2 separate regions of the Mus musculus genome follow, and region 1 is linked to region 2. Evidence: chromatin contacts called from public promoter capture Hi-C data. All regions are on one chromosome and are shown on one strand. The core of a region is the stretch at or near the end of the contact, and the rest is flanking DNA. Distances in the headings are between cores, read along the strand shown. Region 1 holds the start of 1700001O22Rik (RIKEN cDNA 1700001O22 gene). Region 2 holds the start of Phyhd1 (phytanoyl-CoA dioxygenase domain containing 1).

Region 1 (7,397 bases), core at 1,584-4,083, 530 kb before region 2:
AATGATACAACGGTGATGTAGCTCAGTTGGCAGCGTGATCGCCTGGCATGTATGATGTCCTGTGTTTGATACCCCAGTCCCACATAAAGCCAGCGGTAGCTGGACGTTGTTACAGTCTCGGTATTTAGGAGGCAGAGAGGCCTTCAGTTGGTAGAAGGATCAGAAGTTCAAGGTTATCATTGACTAGATTTGAGAACTGCAGGCCCTGTTTTAGGAAAAAAGATAAATAAAATAACAAAACCAGCCAGGCAGTGGTGTAATGGCACAGTGGCACACACCTTTAATCCCAGCACTTGGGAGGCAGAGGCAGGCGGATTTCTGAGTTCAAGGCCAGCCTGGTCTACAGAGTGAGTTCCAGGACAGCCAAGGCTACACAGAGAAACCCTGTCTTGAAAAAGCAAAAAAAAAAAAAAACAATTATGTCATACCTGGGTATACTTGCCTGAGCTGAGCCCTCATCACCCAACCTGAAGACTCTCATGGGCACTTCTCCCAGCTCTCCCAACCAAGACTCACACTTGAGCCCATTTGCCCCATGGCACTCCCAGAAAGAAGGACCCTGTCAGCATCATATAGCCGAGAGAAACAGAAAATGAACATGCCTTGGTTCCTGGATTTCCAGGCCCCCTGTGCTCTTCTTGTCCTAGGAGGGTGGGGGTAATACACCTCTCCTTTCCTTCCATCTTTGTTTTCCACTCAGTCAAGCACAGCCTACTCTGGGTCTAAAAGAGCGCTCTGGTCCTCTTTGGATCAGGCATGGCTGCTCTGACCCAGAGTGCCTCTATGGGTGTGGCCCCAGGCCCCCAGAGTACACCAGCCCCACCCTTGTCCCCAGGACACAGTGCCCATTGCTCCCCAGTGGCTGTGGGTAAGATCGGATCACAATGACTCTAAGAACACTTTCAGGCACCTGGGCAGAGCTGTCAGAGGGAGCAGGTGGAAAGATGGGCTCTCCCAGCAAATAGCCCACCTGTCAGGGGGCTCTAAACTTACAGGACCTTCTGTGGCCTCACCCAGCAGGTGAGTGTGATATCCTAGGATCCTTTTAGAGGTGATGACAGCTTTGGGAAGAAGCAAGCCGGAGATGCCAGTGTCAGAGCTCAAGGGACTGGGCCTTTACTCCCTAACTGGGATGATGCTCAGAATCTGTGTCTTGGCTGGATGTGGCTGGATGGTGGAACACTTATCCAGGCTCTCTGTCTCATCCCCAGCCTTGGGGAAGGGGCACCAAACATGGTCTTGGCTCCTCCCCAGATCCACTGTCAGCATCTGGGGTAGGAGGTGGGAGAAAGTCATGTGTATCTGCAGCCTGGTCCTGATCTGAGAGTGACTTCCCCATCAGAGTTTACAAACTGGAAGTCTACAATTTCAGTAGGAGGTCTAGCCCTCCCACGCCTTCTCCTGCTATGCCCGTAAGTCATGTGTGAGCTGCCAGGGGTGACCCAGGACTTGGAAAACAGAGGCAGGGGAATGATGGATTGTGCCTTGTAGGGAGACTTCCCCAAAAGGAATTAATTGAACAAAGAGTCAGATGCAGGCTTTGTCCTAGTCTTTAGGGGAAAGCTCTCTGGTTGCCCAGATCTCAAGACTATTAAGGATTGGAGCAGAAACAAAACGCTAAGTCAGTGGTTCTCAGCCTCCCTATGCACGCTCCCTCATGCTGTGTTGACCCCAAATATATAACTATTTCCATTGCAACCTCTAACTGTAACTGTAATGTTGCTACTGTTGTGAATTGTAATGTAAATATCTGTGTTTTCTGATGGTCTTAGGTGACCCCTGTGAAAAGGCCGTTGTGACCCTCACAAGGGTCACAACCCACAGGTTGAGAAACACTGTTCTAAATCATATTTTTTAGACAGGATTTCATTTAGCCCACGCTGACCTTGAAGTTGGTATATAGCCAAGCACAACCTTGAATTGTTTATTTTGAGACAGGTTCTCTCTCTCTCTCTCTCTCTCTCTCTCTCTCTCTTGTTTTGGTTTTTGTTTTGTTTTGTTTTTGAGGCAGGGTTTCTCTGTGTAACCCTGGCTGTCCTGGAACTCACTCTGTAGACCAGGCTGGCCTTGAACTCAGAAATCCGCCTACCTCTGCCTCCCAAGTGCTGGGGTTAAAGGTGTGTGCCACCATTGCCCTGTGTTTGAGACAGGTTCTTACTATGTAGCTCTGGCTGGCCTGGAATTCATATGTAGACCAGGGTAGCCACAAACTGAGAGAGATGCCTGCCTCTGCCTCCCAAGTGCTAGAGCTAAAGCTGTGCACTACCACACTTAATAGCCTTGAGGTTTTTTGTTTTGTTTTGTTTTTCAAGACAAGGTTTCTCTGTTTAGTCCTGAAACTCACTTTGTAGACCAGGCTGGCCTCGAACTCTGAGATCCACCAGCTTCAGCCTCCTGAGTGCTGGGATTAAAAGCATGTGCCACCACTTCCTGACAATAGCCTTAATTTAAAAAAAAAAAATATGAGTATGAGTGTTTTGCCTCCATGGCAGTGCATTTTGTGCGTGCCTGGTGACCTTGAGGCTAGAAGAGTGGCGGATAACTTTGGCACTGGAGGCTGTGAGTTGTTCTGTATATACGGTATGGGAATCTAAGTCCGGTCCTCTCGCTGATCTGTTTCTCTAGCCTATGCAACTGCCTCCCAAGTGCTGAAATCACAGGCATGGGCCGCCACGCTCAGTTTCTTGCACATTCTAGACAAACCCTCTCCCAAGTGTGCTAAGTGATAGGAAAGGCGGTCTTAGGCCAGCAGGTGCAGAGAGCTCTGCACTGTGCCAGGCGCTCCGCGTGCTCTAGCTCATGTCAACGTCACAGCCGCCCCAAAGGGCTGGCGTTCCCGCCCTCACCGCCTTTGCGCCGGGACACAGCAGGCTAGGGTCCTGCCGGAGTCGGCTTCTGCTGCCCCTTCCCGGCGCTATGGACTGCGGGCTGGAATACGACCTTCCTGCGGCCCCGCTCGCCCCTGCGCGTCCCCCGGGCGCGAAGGTGTCCTGAGCCGAGCTCTGACTCAGGATGTTCCGGCGCCAGTCCATGGAGGGGACCCCGGCCTACAAGCCCAAGGGATATCCCGACGGGACCACCCAGCGCCGCCCTGTTAAGCGGCTGCCGATGCTGCTGCCAATGCTCGAAGGCCGTGTGGGGCGAGATGTAGACGGCGCGTGGCGGCGGGACCGCAAGTCCCAGCGCCTGCCTTGCGGGTCCCCCGAGTCCCCGAACGCTCGGCGAGACCGTGGGACCGCGCGCGCACTGCTACTGCCGTCGCTGCAGCCGAGCAGCTCGGCCCGGGAGGCGGGAACTCGGGGGAACCGGCAGCCTGCAGCCCGCGACAACCCTGACTCCCTGGGCACGCTGCTGGGGAAGCTGCTGCCCAACAAGTTCCGCCACTTCCTGCACCACCTGAGCGCCGAGAGCGCAGACCCAGAGGCGGACCGTGAGGCCGGGGGGATGGGGTGGGGAGTGGGTGTGTGTGCGCGGAGTCTGGGGTTCCCAAGCGAGGACTGTCTCCATCTCAACGGGCTCTCCTCCTCCCCCTTCTCCTTTCCTTCCTCCTCCTGTTGTCCCCACCCAGCACCCTCAGCGCCACATAACCCTAGGAGTACATCAAATCACTGCCTAGCTTCTCGGTCTTCCAGCTGCTTATTCCTCCCAGACCTGTGGTAAGCGGAGGGGACCCTCTTGATGAAGGAGGGGTTGCCTTGAGTGCTACCAAGGTGGGCCTCTGCTCACATCAGCTGTGACTTCTTTCTCTTTGAGGGACAAACCATTGCACTGGGACAACAATTTTAAAGAGAAGACTACCCTGGGGCTCCCAAGAGGTGAACTTGCCAGAGCCAAAAAGGCCCATCCGTGAGTAGTAGCTGTTGTGAGTACACACGTGCTATAATTTTGTAGCGTTGACTCTCTCCTCCCACCATCACGTGGGCTTGGGGGATGGAAAGGAGGTCATAGGCTTGCCTAACAATCACTTCTATCATTTCCCCAAGCCATGAGTTCTGGGAATGGGAACAGGAAGGCATTCGTTCGCTCCCTTGTTTCCAGACATTTAGTAATGGATTTACCGTGTATCTATCGATCCACTCACCTATCCATCCTTTCACGCACCTAACCCCTTACTCACAAACCAGGTCTTCTATAAGCTATTGTGAATCTCCATCCACCTAGCCATCGAAGCATCTAACTGGCCATGAACTCATAACTGCCCCCAAACTGCTGGACTGCCAGACAGCCAGTCTTTTGTTTATTCAGAAATCCCCTCTGGCTATAGCTGCCTGACAGCTATCCTTTCATTCATATAAACCCAGGATGCCAATCATCTCTCCGCTAGTAATAAAGCCACCCACACGCTTACATGGTTGTCTGCATAGCCATCCAGCTACCCAGCTGAGATCCAGACCTGAATCCACCTGCTGCTGAACTCTTCTCTCATTTAGAAGCATTACCCATGTATGAAGTTTTACTGTGTATCAGATGCTAGAGGAACAGACAATGAGAGACGGAACCAAGAAAGATCCCTGACATTAACCCACATTAATACCTGGAATTGGATGCTAAAGAGCTCTTAATGGAGAGGGGGAAGGAAACAACAGGTTTAAACAGGCTGGAGCACAAGTGCAGGGTGAAGGCCATTGTCTGGGGGGGTTAAAGACTAGAGAGTTGGGTGTGGTGGTGCACACTTTTAATCCCAGCACTCTGGAGGCTTAAGTAAGCAACTCTGTGAGTTCAAGGCCAGCCTGGTCTACATAGTGATTCCAGAACAGCCAGGGCTACAAAGTGAGACCCTGTCTCAATTAATCAATTTAAGGAAGGACCAGATGGACCAGGGAACATGCATACAGAGCAAGTGTACCATTACTGTTCCGTCTAGTAATGTCTGCTGGCAGACATTACTAATGGATCACTGCACATTTCTCTGTGAGCCTCAGAACCCTTCCTGACCCAGTTCTCTAGGATCAAAATAGAGACTTAGGAGGATGGAGAGATGCGTCAGCAGTTAAGAACACTGGCTGCTCTTTCAGAGAACCCGGGTACAGTTCCTAGCATCCACATAGCAGCTCACAGCTGTCTATAACTCCAGCTGTAGGAGATTTGACACCCTCAAACAGACCTACATGCAGACAAAACACTAAAAAAAAAATCACTAAAAAAGTGGAGCCTAGAGTTGGACACTTATGTATACATAACATTCCTTCAGTATGATAGATTGCTTCAGTGAATGATCCTCCCCAGGCAGCGAAGCATGGTGCCACTCTGTTGGGCAGGACCTAGGAGATGTCTAAGCCTCGCCCTGTTGCCAGAACAGAGCTGAGGTTCCACATGCACACAACTGTGACCCTAACTAAGCCCCAACATCTATAGTCCCGGCTGCATGGCTCTTTGGTGGACAGTGAGAAACACACCCTATGCTTCCACAAAGGTGCCCCAGGATCAGTGGGTATGGGTGTGTAAATACGTGTGGCCAAGGTGAAGAAAGTCCAATGGGGCATTTCTGAGTGATCAAGTAACCAGGCTGGCAGCCCAGCCCCTGAGGGAGAAGTGAACAGGTCTAACATTTTTATTACATACAAATATAACACACCCTTTATAGAGCACAACCCCACTGACAGGCCCTGTTCTAGGTGCCTCCCCACACGGGGTACTCCACTCTCCCAGTTCCTGTGACGGCGGAATGATCCCGCCTGTAACAGAGCACATGACCGGAAGGAGAAAAGTGACAAGTGGAACCCTGAGGACAGTGTGCCCCAGCTCACACGGCCTCAGCGGCACAATCGAGGCTGACAGCTATCGTGACAGCTCGAAACTAGAGGCGCTTCTTCCGCCCGGCATACCCTCGACAGGATGCTCTTGCAGCCCGCCCCATCTCTTCACACCTGTGCTGAGGAAGGGGTGGGGCACCATCATTTCCTTATTTTTATTTCTATCTGCTTATTTGTCAACCCGTAGCCCAGGCTGGATTCACACTCACTATGTAGCCAAGGATGGCCTTTAACTCTTGATCCTTTGGCCTCCACCTCCCAAGTGTCCCACCCGCCACACCGTGCCTGGCTTAATCTCCATCGCAGAGGAGGAGACAGGTTTCTGTGTGTCAGGACCTCTCGATGGCTCTAGCCTGCGGGCCAGACATCTCTGTGCCTCAGTCTCCTCACTTGTAATTGGGATAGTGACAGGGTTCCGTGGGCACTGCTCAGGTTTGGTGGGATAAAACATGCCACACGATGATGGAAGGAGCACTTGTGACTGGTAGAGCTCCGCCACCAACCAAAATCTGTCCAAGATTTATATTTTATTTGTGTGTGTGTGTGGGTGGGTGGGGGCAGGGTGTTCACATGAGCCCTGGTGCCTGCAGAGGCCAGAAGAAGGTGTCAGATTACCTCAGGAGTGGAAGTCACAGACAGTAAGCCAACAATGTGGGTGCTAGGACCAAATCCAGGTCCTCCTCAGGAGCACTCAGGAATGCACGCTTAAAGGCTGAGCCATCTCTCCAAGCCCTAGCTGAGATCTTACGAGGAGCCTTGTTCCCCGGCCTCTCGTTTCCCCTCAGCAGACTCCACAGCACACAGGTGCCCAAAGTGAAGACTGTGCTCATTTGCAGCCCCGCTGGAGAAGGCTCAAGACCCCGAAAACGCTATTGTCCCTTCCGGGTACGATTCGCAGACGAGACCCTGCAGGACACAGCACTCCGGTACTGGGAACGCAACCGTGCAGGTGAGCACACAAAGATTGGGGGGGGGGGGGGAAACTAGTGAGGAGTGCAGAGGCCACAGGTTGTGGCTCCAGGTCCTTAGAGAGCAGGGCAGACCAATGACTCTACAGAGGAAGGAATCCCTGAGAGGTAGCAGAGTTGGGTGGCATTGGGCACATGGTGCCAAGGAAACATTGGCTGCCCAGGCCCTGTTAGCACTAAAGAACCCTTCCTCAGTTTCCCAGTCCCTCGGCAGCTTCCCCAATCATCTTTCTCACAGAGTCCGAGGGTCAGGTTGACCAGATGTCCAGCAAGTCTTAGAAGAGGAAATATCTTCTCTCTTGAAAAATGTTGAACGAGTCTAAGAGAGAACCCCAGAACACCGGGCAGAAGCGAGCTCTCAGCTCTAGGGGTGGCTTCCTTGGACTGGTGTGAATGGGTGGCTGGGGGCAGGTGGGACAATGAGGAAGACAAGACTTCCTAGTACCCAGCCTCTGTCCTCCAGACTCAGTAGCCCCAGGACACCAGCCCTTAACACTCACATGAATCAGGGAAGCCCAACTTCTGGCTATATTTTGTGCATGTGTGTGCTTCAGAATATAATTTCAGCTAATAGACTTGAGAGCTCTTGTGCCTACTAAGATTGGCAATGCAGACTCGTCTTTTTTGAGACAGAGTCTCAAGTATCCCAGGCTGTCCTTGAAATTCTGGTCCTCCT
Region 2 (7,117 bases), core at 3,489-5,988:
CTCCTACAGAAGGTGCCTCTCCCTGTCTCCGCCCAGCACTGCAGCTGTATTGCCGGGGAAAAGAGCAAAGTTTAAGTGCAAGGTCATTGCTTCTTAGGGCTGGGAAGATGGCTCAGTGAGCTCTTTTAAGAACCCAGGTTCAAGCCGGGCATGGTGGCACATGCCTTTAATCCCAGCACTCGGGAGGCAGAGGCAGGCAGATTTCTGGTTCGAGGCCAGCCTGGTCTACAGAGTGAGTTCCAGGATAGCCAGGGCTCTACAGAGAAACCCTGTCTCGAAACAACCAAAAAAGGGCTGGTGAGATGGCTCAGTGGGTAAGAGCACCCGACTGCTCTTCCGAAGGTCAGGAGTTCAAATCCCAGCAACCACATGGTGGCTCACAACCATCTGTAACAAGATCTGACGCCCTCTTCTGGAGTGTCTGAAGACAGCTACAGTGTACTTACATATAATAAATAAATAAGTCTTTAAAAAAAAAAAAAAAAGAAAAACCAAAAAAAAAAAAAAAAGGAAAGAAAAAAAAAAAAAAAAAGAACCCAGGTTCAATTCCAGCACCCCAAACCACACCACCATCTCCACTTCTTCTTCTTCCTCCTCCTCTTCTTCATTTGTTTTTGATTTTTTTTTTCAACACAATTCCTCTGTATCTGGCTATCCTAGAACTCACCTTGTAGAGTGACCAGCCTAGAACTCACTGAGATTCACCTGCCTCTGTGTCCTGTGTTGTGTGCATTGGTGTTTTGCCCACGTGTATATCTGTATGAGTATTGGGCCCCTGGAACTGGAAGTACATGAGCTACCATGTGGGAACTGGGAGCTGGGAATTGAACCTTGGTCCTCTGGAAGTGCAGCCAGTATGCTCAACCAATGAGCCATATCTCTAACATCACCCTTTCTTCTTTCAACATTCCTACCTCTGCAACCACCGGACTGTTAGAGTCTTCTCGGTAAGTAACTAGGGAGAGGGACAGGGTTCGGCCCCCTCATTCCTTAGAGTGTGTCTGTCCTGCTAGTTGGAAAAATTCTCAGTCTGTTATGTGTCTTCTTCTGAAGCCTCCATCCTTCCTCCTCCCCTCTCTGGGAGAAAGCAGTTTCTGGCTGCTGTAATTCTATTTATGTCCACCAGATGGCAGAAGCCCCTTGGCATCAGTATAAGGTGAGCCCTGTTGCCTGAACCACTAAAAAATTCAGACTAAGAAGGGTTAAGGGAACTGGTTGGAAGAACCACCTATCCTGCCAAACTGTGTTGAGTCTGAGGAAGCAAGAGGCCTTCCTAGTCTGGTTGGGAGATGACTCACCCAAGAGTGGCCTATCACAGGGCTCACTCTGGTCACAGAGAGTTCTTTGTGACCAGAGAATTTGAGAAACTGCAGCAGGTCAACGACCAGCATCATTTGATATCAGAGAGGTGGATTCAAGTCTCTATCAGTTACAAACTGTGTGGTTGGAGCAGCACAATATTACCCAGAGAAAAGCCCCGCTTTTCCCATTGCCAAGCGAGAATAATAATAGCCACCTTATAAATTCATAGTGTGGAGGAATACAGCACAGCTCTTTAGCCTGGTACCCGGCATACAGATGGCTGAGGTCTGATCCCTTGTCAGAAGTCTGTGTGTGGCCTTAGGGTCCTCCCGTCCAGTCCAGACTGCTGCCTAAGACTGAGCACCCACCAAAACCAGACGCCCACCCTCAGCGCCCCAGGTACCTGCCTGGGTTTGAAGTTGCTCATCTTCCTGGGTGGAAAATTCTGTCCGGCAGTGCAGAGGGACATCCATCTCAGCTACAATCTCACCGATCCTCTGCTGCATGGCCACACACTCATCCGCTGTGAAGAATCCTTCCAACAGCAGAAACCCGTCCTCCTGGAACTGCAGCAGGGACAAGACTCAGGCTCCTTCCGCCCTCGCTCATTCCTTATATCCATGTTGGACCACAAACTCGAACCAAGATCAAGTGTCCTGCTCATGGCTCTGCCCCCCACCCTGGACATGGGCATCCAGTGCTTAGTGAGGAGCCGTCAGTACTGGCTGCTTGCATCTTATCGAGGAAGGGGAAGTGGCAGCTGCCTCTGCTCTTGCCCTCCAATGGGTTTGGGACATACGGAAACATTTGCTCATTTGTGTGTTAAAGTGCAGGTGTGAGTGTAGAACATGTGTGAGAACTGCAGGTGCGCATGTGCAGGGGCATCAGGAGAGGACATACGGTGCCCCTCTTCCACTTTCTATTTCTGAGGCTCTCCTTGAACCTAGGCTGTTTTCTTCATTAGACTGGCAGCCTGTGAGCCCTGGCGATCTGAGCTGCAGGTGTGTGCAGCTCATGGAGTGGGTGCTGAGATTTGAACTCTGATCTTCATGCTTGCAGAAGCACTCTTAACCACCGACCCCGCCTAACTCCCTTGTTTTGTTTTTATTTGTTTGAAGACAGGGAGGCCTCAAACTCAAGATCCTCCTGCCTCAGCCTTCTAATGCTGGCTTTGGAGGCTATTCCAATCCCGACTAAGCATTGCGAGTACGAGACAGCTTCAGCAGATGGACATGTGATTATGAACCAGCCACCCTCCACACTCACACAATTTATAGTCCAGTGAAGGAGACCCATGCATCCCTTACCATCAGACAAACATACCATCCCACATCACACTGACTTACAGGGAGACAAGGGCAGGGTTTTGAGAATTAAAGGCAAAGAATCTACGAGGTGAAGGGGTCAATGGGCAGCTTGGAGGAAGTGGGGTTAAAGGAAGAGCAGAACATTGGGAAGCAAAGAGATAGGAAAGAGCATTAAAGACAGAGAACAGGAAGTACAAAGCCTGTGGGCACTGGACGACTGGGAAATTGGGAAGGGCTGGAGCACAGGGTGAGGGGAGGATAGCCAGGGGAGCAGACAGAAGGGAGAGTGAATTTGCCCATGCTATGGCTTGTCCTGTAACCCCAAACCCATGCATTGGAAATTTTATTTCCATTGTGTTACTCAGTGTGGGCCGGCAGGGGACTGCCAGGACGCTTGAGTCAGCACCAGCACTAGGAAGGACAAGGCTAGAAAGTCCCCAGTCGCAGGACCTTGCTGGCTTTCTTTCTCCTGAGTGAGTGTGGGGAAGGCTAGGGGCTGTGAACACAGATGCCTGATTCTGACTTTGCCCCAAGTCTCTTTATTCTGAGGCTAGCCTAAGGTGCTGAGGCACATTACGTGTGTGACTGGGTCGCCTCTCAGAAGCTGACTGCTTGCTAGCATGTACAAGGACTGGCTCCTGTTCCCAGCACTGAAAACAAACAGAACCAACACAGTAAGGGACAGAAAGCAAGGATGTAAGCGTGGCCAGGCATGGTGGCCCATGCCTTTAACCCCAGCACTTAGGAAGCAGAGGCAGACAGAGCTCTGTGAGCTGAAGGGCAGTCTGCTCTACAGACTGAGTTCTAGGCCAGAGCAACAAACCATCACTCAGGGTTAACACAGGGAGGCCCTCCATGCTTGAAATCATAAAAACTGAACAAAAGTTCAGCACAAACTGTACAAAAAAATACTGACATGGGGCTTTGTCCCTCAAAAGATAGCCTGTGAGACAGAAGGAAAAGACAGACAGACTTCCACTACATATTTAGTCACAGACAAATTTGGGAACTGTGGCAGCAGTGGCAGCTGTCAAAAGAGAGTAGGTCTGTGTGAGTGCGTGTGGGTTGGGTGATGAGTGTTTGTCTGTGTGGTATGTGTGTGCTTTTATGTATGTGTCTCTGTGTGTATGTGCACATGGGTGCATTTGTGTGTGAGTGTGTGTGTGTGGTGTGTGCATGCATATGTATGTGTTTGTATGTGAGTGTGTGCGGTATGTGTGTGTGCATTTGTATGGGATGTGTGTGTGAGTATGGTGTGTGTGTGTGTGGTGTGAGTGTCTGTGTATGCATGATGTGTGGTGTGTGTGGTGGTGGTAATAGTGGTATATGTATGTGTGTTGGTGTGTGTGTAGTCTGTTTGTATGTGTGTGTTTATGTATTGTGGAGTGTGCCGTGTTTATGTGTGGTGATATGTGTGATGTGTTTGTGTATGTGTTTTGATGTGTATGTGGTATGCATATGGTGTGTGTGGTATGTGTGTGTGTGTGGGGTGTGTGTGGTGGTGGTGTGTGTTTCTGTATGTGTTGTGAGTGTTGGGATCAAATCTTGGAGCCTAAAGCAAGCACTCAACTGCTAAGCCCCAACCACAGCTCCAGGAGGGACTTTGAAACAAAGATCCTCGGCTAGATCTAATACATTAACAGTCCTGGCATATGAGATTGGGGGTGGTTAACTTAAAGTGTGCGTAGTCCACCCCCTGTATGGTAGGCTTTCATAATGAGCTGACCTAGCTACTGGCCTGCCCTATCCAGGCCTTCATCAACAGGCCCCTGGGGCTAGCTGGATTAGATAATCTGAATTGTGGTTTCTCTACCTCCTAGCCCCAACCCCCACTGTATCTGACCGGGGAGATGGCACCTGGGGAGGTGGTGTTGTGACCTGGCCCTCTTGGGCTTTGTTCGCAGAAATTAGGGTTGATATGCAGGGATCTTTCTCTCCTTTGTGAAATGTCAGAGGTAGTTCAAAGGTCACTAGAGGTCTGCACCCTCCAAACCACGGGCCCCTACCTTCTTGAGTTGTGAGGGACTCAGGCAGGCCATGGGGAATACTGCAGGACTCAGCTGGCTCAGCTCGATGGCTCCAGGGCTGGAGAGGAGAAAGTTCAGGAGGGGAGAAAGACCAGTGACTGAGGCCCAGAAGGATTTAACTCTTACCTACCCAGAAAATATTCAACCCCATGCTCCACCCTTCCAAACAAATCCAGTCTGTGCCTTCCACCCAGGGCCCAGTCCCTCCCCTTGCTCCTCCCCCATTTCTGACCTTGGAGGTGGGCCCAGTCTCAGCCCTGGCCCAGCCTCCAGTTAATCCAGGATTAGCTTTTACCTGTTTTCTTTCATAGGCTGGCTTGATCCCTCAAGTCTTTCTCTAAAATTCACTCCCGGGCAGTACTAGTGTGTCTAGTGTGGGCTGGCAGGAGACTGCCAGGATGTTTGAGTCAGCACTAGCACGAGGAAGGAAAAGGCTAGAAAGTCCCCAGTCGCAGGATCTAAGTTTACCCTAGAGGGACATCTGTTAGACTGCAGGGCTTGGGCCCTGAGTGGCTTTGGACTGTGAAGGCCAAAGGGTCCTAGGAAGATAACTTTGTGTGCTTCTTCAGCTTTGATCTGGAGCCTCTGGATGCTGGAAGAAAGTCTATGAAGAGGTGCTAAGGAAAGGCAGATGAGCGTCCTGGGGAACAGAGCCAGGGGCCTCGGGATGAGGAAAGATAGAGATGTTTTCTGCTCTCCAGCCTCAGACCCTCAGACTGGTGTCTACGGTGGGGTGGCAGGGTGGCCAGAACCACAGTGAGCTCTGAAAAGCTGCTCACTGGCCTTCCCAGAAATGGTGCTTTGTACAGCCAGGGGACAGAGTGTCTCAGGAGTCAGCAAGGGGACATACTGCTCAGCTGTCAAGAGCCTTGGCTCCTGACCAAGTGTTTTTCTGGGCCATAACAGTGGGAGCTACTGCTTTGTCTGGGCTGTCCAGGCCTCAAGAGAGCCAGTGAGGGCTGTGGCCACTGGCCCCTAGGGCTGATGGAAATTCTCTCGGGTCAGGCTGGAGAAGGCTTGGAGACAGACCCGGGAAAGTCACAAGGCAGGGCAGGCAGAACTTGTCCTTTCTGATGCAACCGCTGAGCAAAAACAGACACTCTACCAAGTTCCAGGAACAAAGAGCAGAGAAGGCCCCCGCTGCTGAGCCAGCAATGGCCTGGGGACCTCACCAAACCAGGGGGGGGGGGGAGGCTCAGCCAGACAGGTGGTCCTTTACTTTCTCTGCAGTGGGTGTCTAACAGGCCAGGGTGAACAGCAAGTACTACTCACTGCTGATAAGCAGCCTGGGATTAGCATCTAGGAAGTGCCTTCCCACTGCTTCACCCAATGCTACAGGGTGAGCATGAGTGGGTGGAAATAAAACTTATTTCTTCAGTTTCTCCAAATTTTCTAAGTTGTTCTTGAAGGTAGGGATTAGGCCCACACTGTGGTTTTAGGTAGGGTGGTGAGGCCTGGGTGGATGGGCAGGCTAAGGGGCCTCTGTTCTATTCACTCTGCTGGCCTCAGGGGGAGGGTGGGTGGTGTTCCCACATCTCCTTTTTTTCCTCAGAAGCTAACCAGTTCCAGACTGAATTCTACAGGTCTGGGGCAGAGGCCAGAAAGTCTCTCCCAACCCCCACTCCTACTCCTGGGTGGGGTAGGGGCAGTGGAACTGGATTAGACCAGACCAGACAGGACAGGAAGTTCCTGGACTGGAGGTATGTAAGAGGGTCTTTCTGTGAGTGAAGCCCTCTGTCCATCCTCCCTATCTGCAAGCAGTCCACAGGGACAGAGACGACTCAGGTCTGAGGAATCAGTGCCTGTGGAGCTCAGGTGTCCTCTTTGATCACACTTTGGCCTCTTCCTCACCTAAATACTTGTGAAGGAGGGGCTCCTCATAGGCACATAGTCCAGAAGGCTGCGGGGAGACTTCTGAATGCTATGGCTTGACCTGTAAGCCCAAATCCATCCACTGGAAACTTCGTTCCAGCTGTTTTGATAGACCATCAAATGGCCCTCTCTGCTTCTCCTGTAGGTCTGCCTGGGAAACTGTGTAGTCCGTAACTGGCTTTGGCTTCTGGCCATCTTCCCGACTATATTTCCAGGCTTCTGAACTTACGGGTGTGCCTGGAGTACACTGGGTTTAGACGCATAATTAAATTCAACACCTCAGGGAGGCAGGGCATAGTGGGAAGTGTTTGGTCCACCCTCACAAAAGGATTACCCTTCCTGAGGCCAGGCTAGCCCTCAAGCTCCCAATTCCTGTGATGTTCAGAAGTAGCATGTATTCCTCACTGGGTACAGCTGTCAGATCCTGAACTTCCAGCTTCTGAACCTAAGGAAGCGCTCCTCCGTAGATCACCCAGAAGTTAGGGGTTGTAGCTCAGCAGAAGAACAGAATGCCTGTTCAGCATGTTCAAGGTCTTAGGCTCTATTCATAGCAACGCCTCCTGTCCACCCAATCTATACACCTTTCTTACATACTACTGTATAACTACA

The links. Promoter capture Hi-C pulls out the DNA fragments that hold promoters and counts their contacts.
Region 1: a promoter capture Hi-C map of embryonic stem cells shows a contact between it and region 2, with 2.3 times the contacts expected there. The contact joins the promoter of 1700001O22Rik here to the promoter of Phyhd1 in region 2. A contact is called at or near these places in 1 of 39 promoter capture datasets (embryonic stem cells), 3 of 115 datasets of contacts at active chromatin or transcription factors (embryonic stem cells and microglia) and 1 of 9 other capture datasets (adipose tissue).

Annotation. Positions count from the first base shown.
Region 1 is chr2:30,797,173-30,804,569 of GRCm38.p6, reverse strand. 1700001O22Rik (RIKEN cDNA 1700001O22 gene) reads left to right here and starts at 2,833. Exons shown (of 7, transcript NM_198000.3): 1 at 2,833-3,430; 2 at 3,569-3,656; 3 at 3,754-3,846; 4 at 6,590-6,702. The coding sequence starts at 3,013.
Region 2 is chr2:30,264,440-30,271,556 of GRCm38.p6, reverse strand. Phyhd1 (phytanoyl-CoA dioxygenase domain containing 1) reads right to left here and starts at 4,738. Exons shown (of 11, transcript NM_001252570.1): 1 at 4,616-4,738; 2 at 1,710-1,868. The coding sequence starts at 4,648.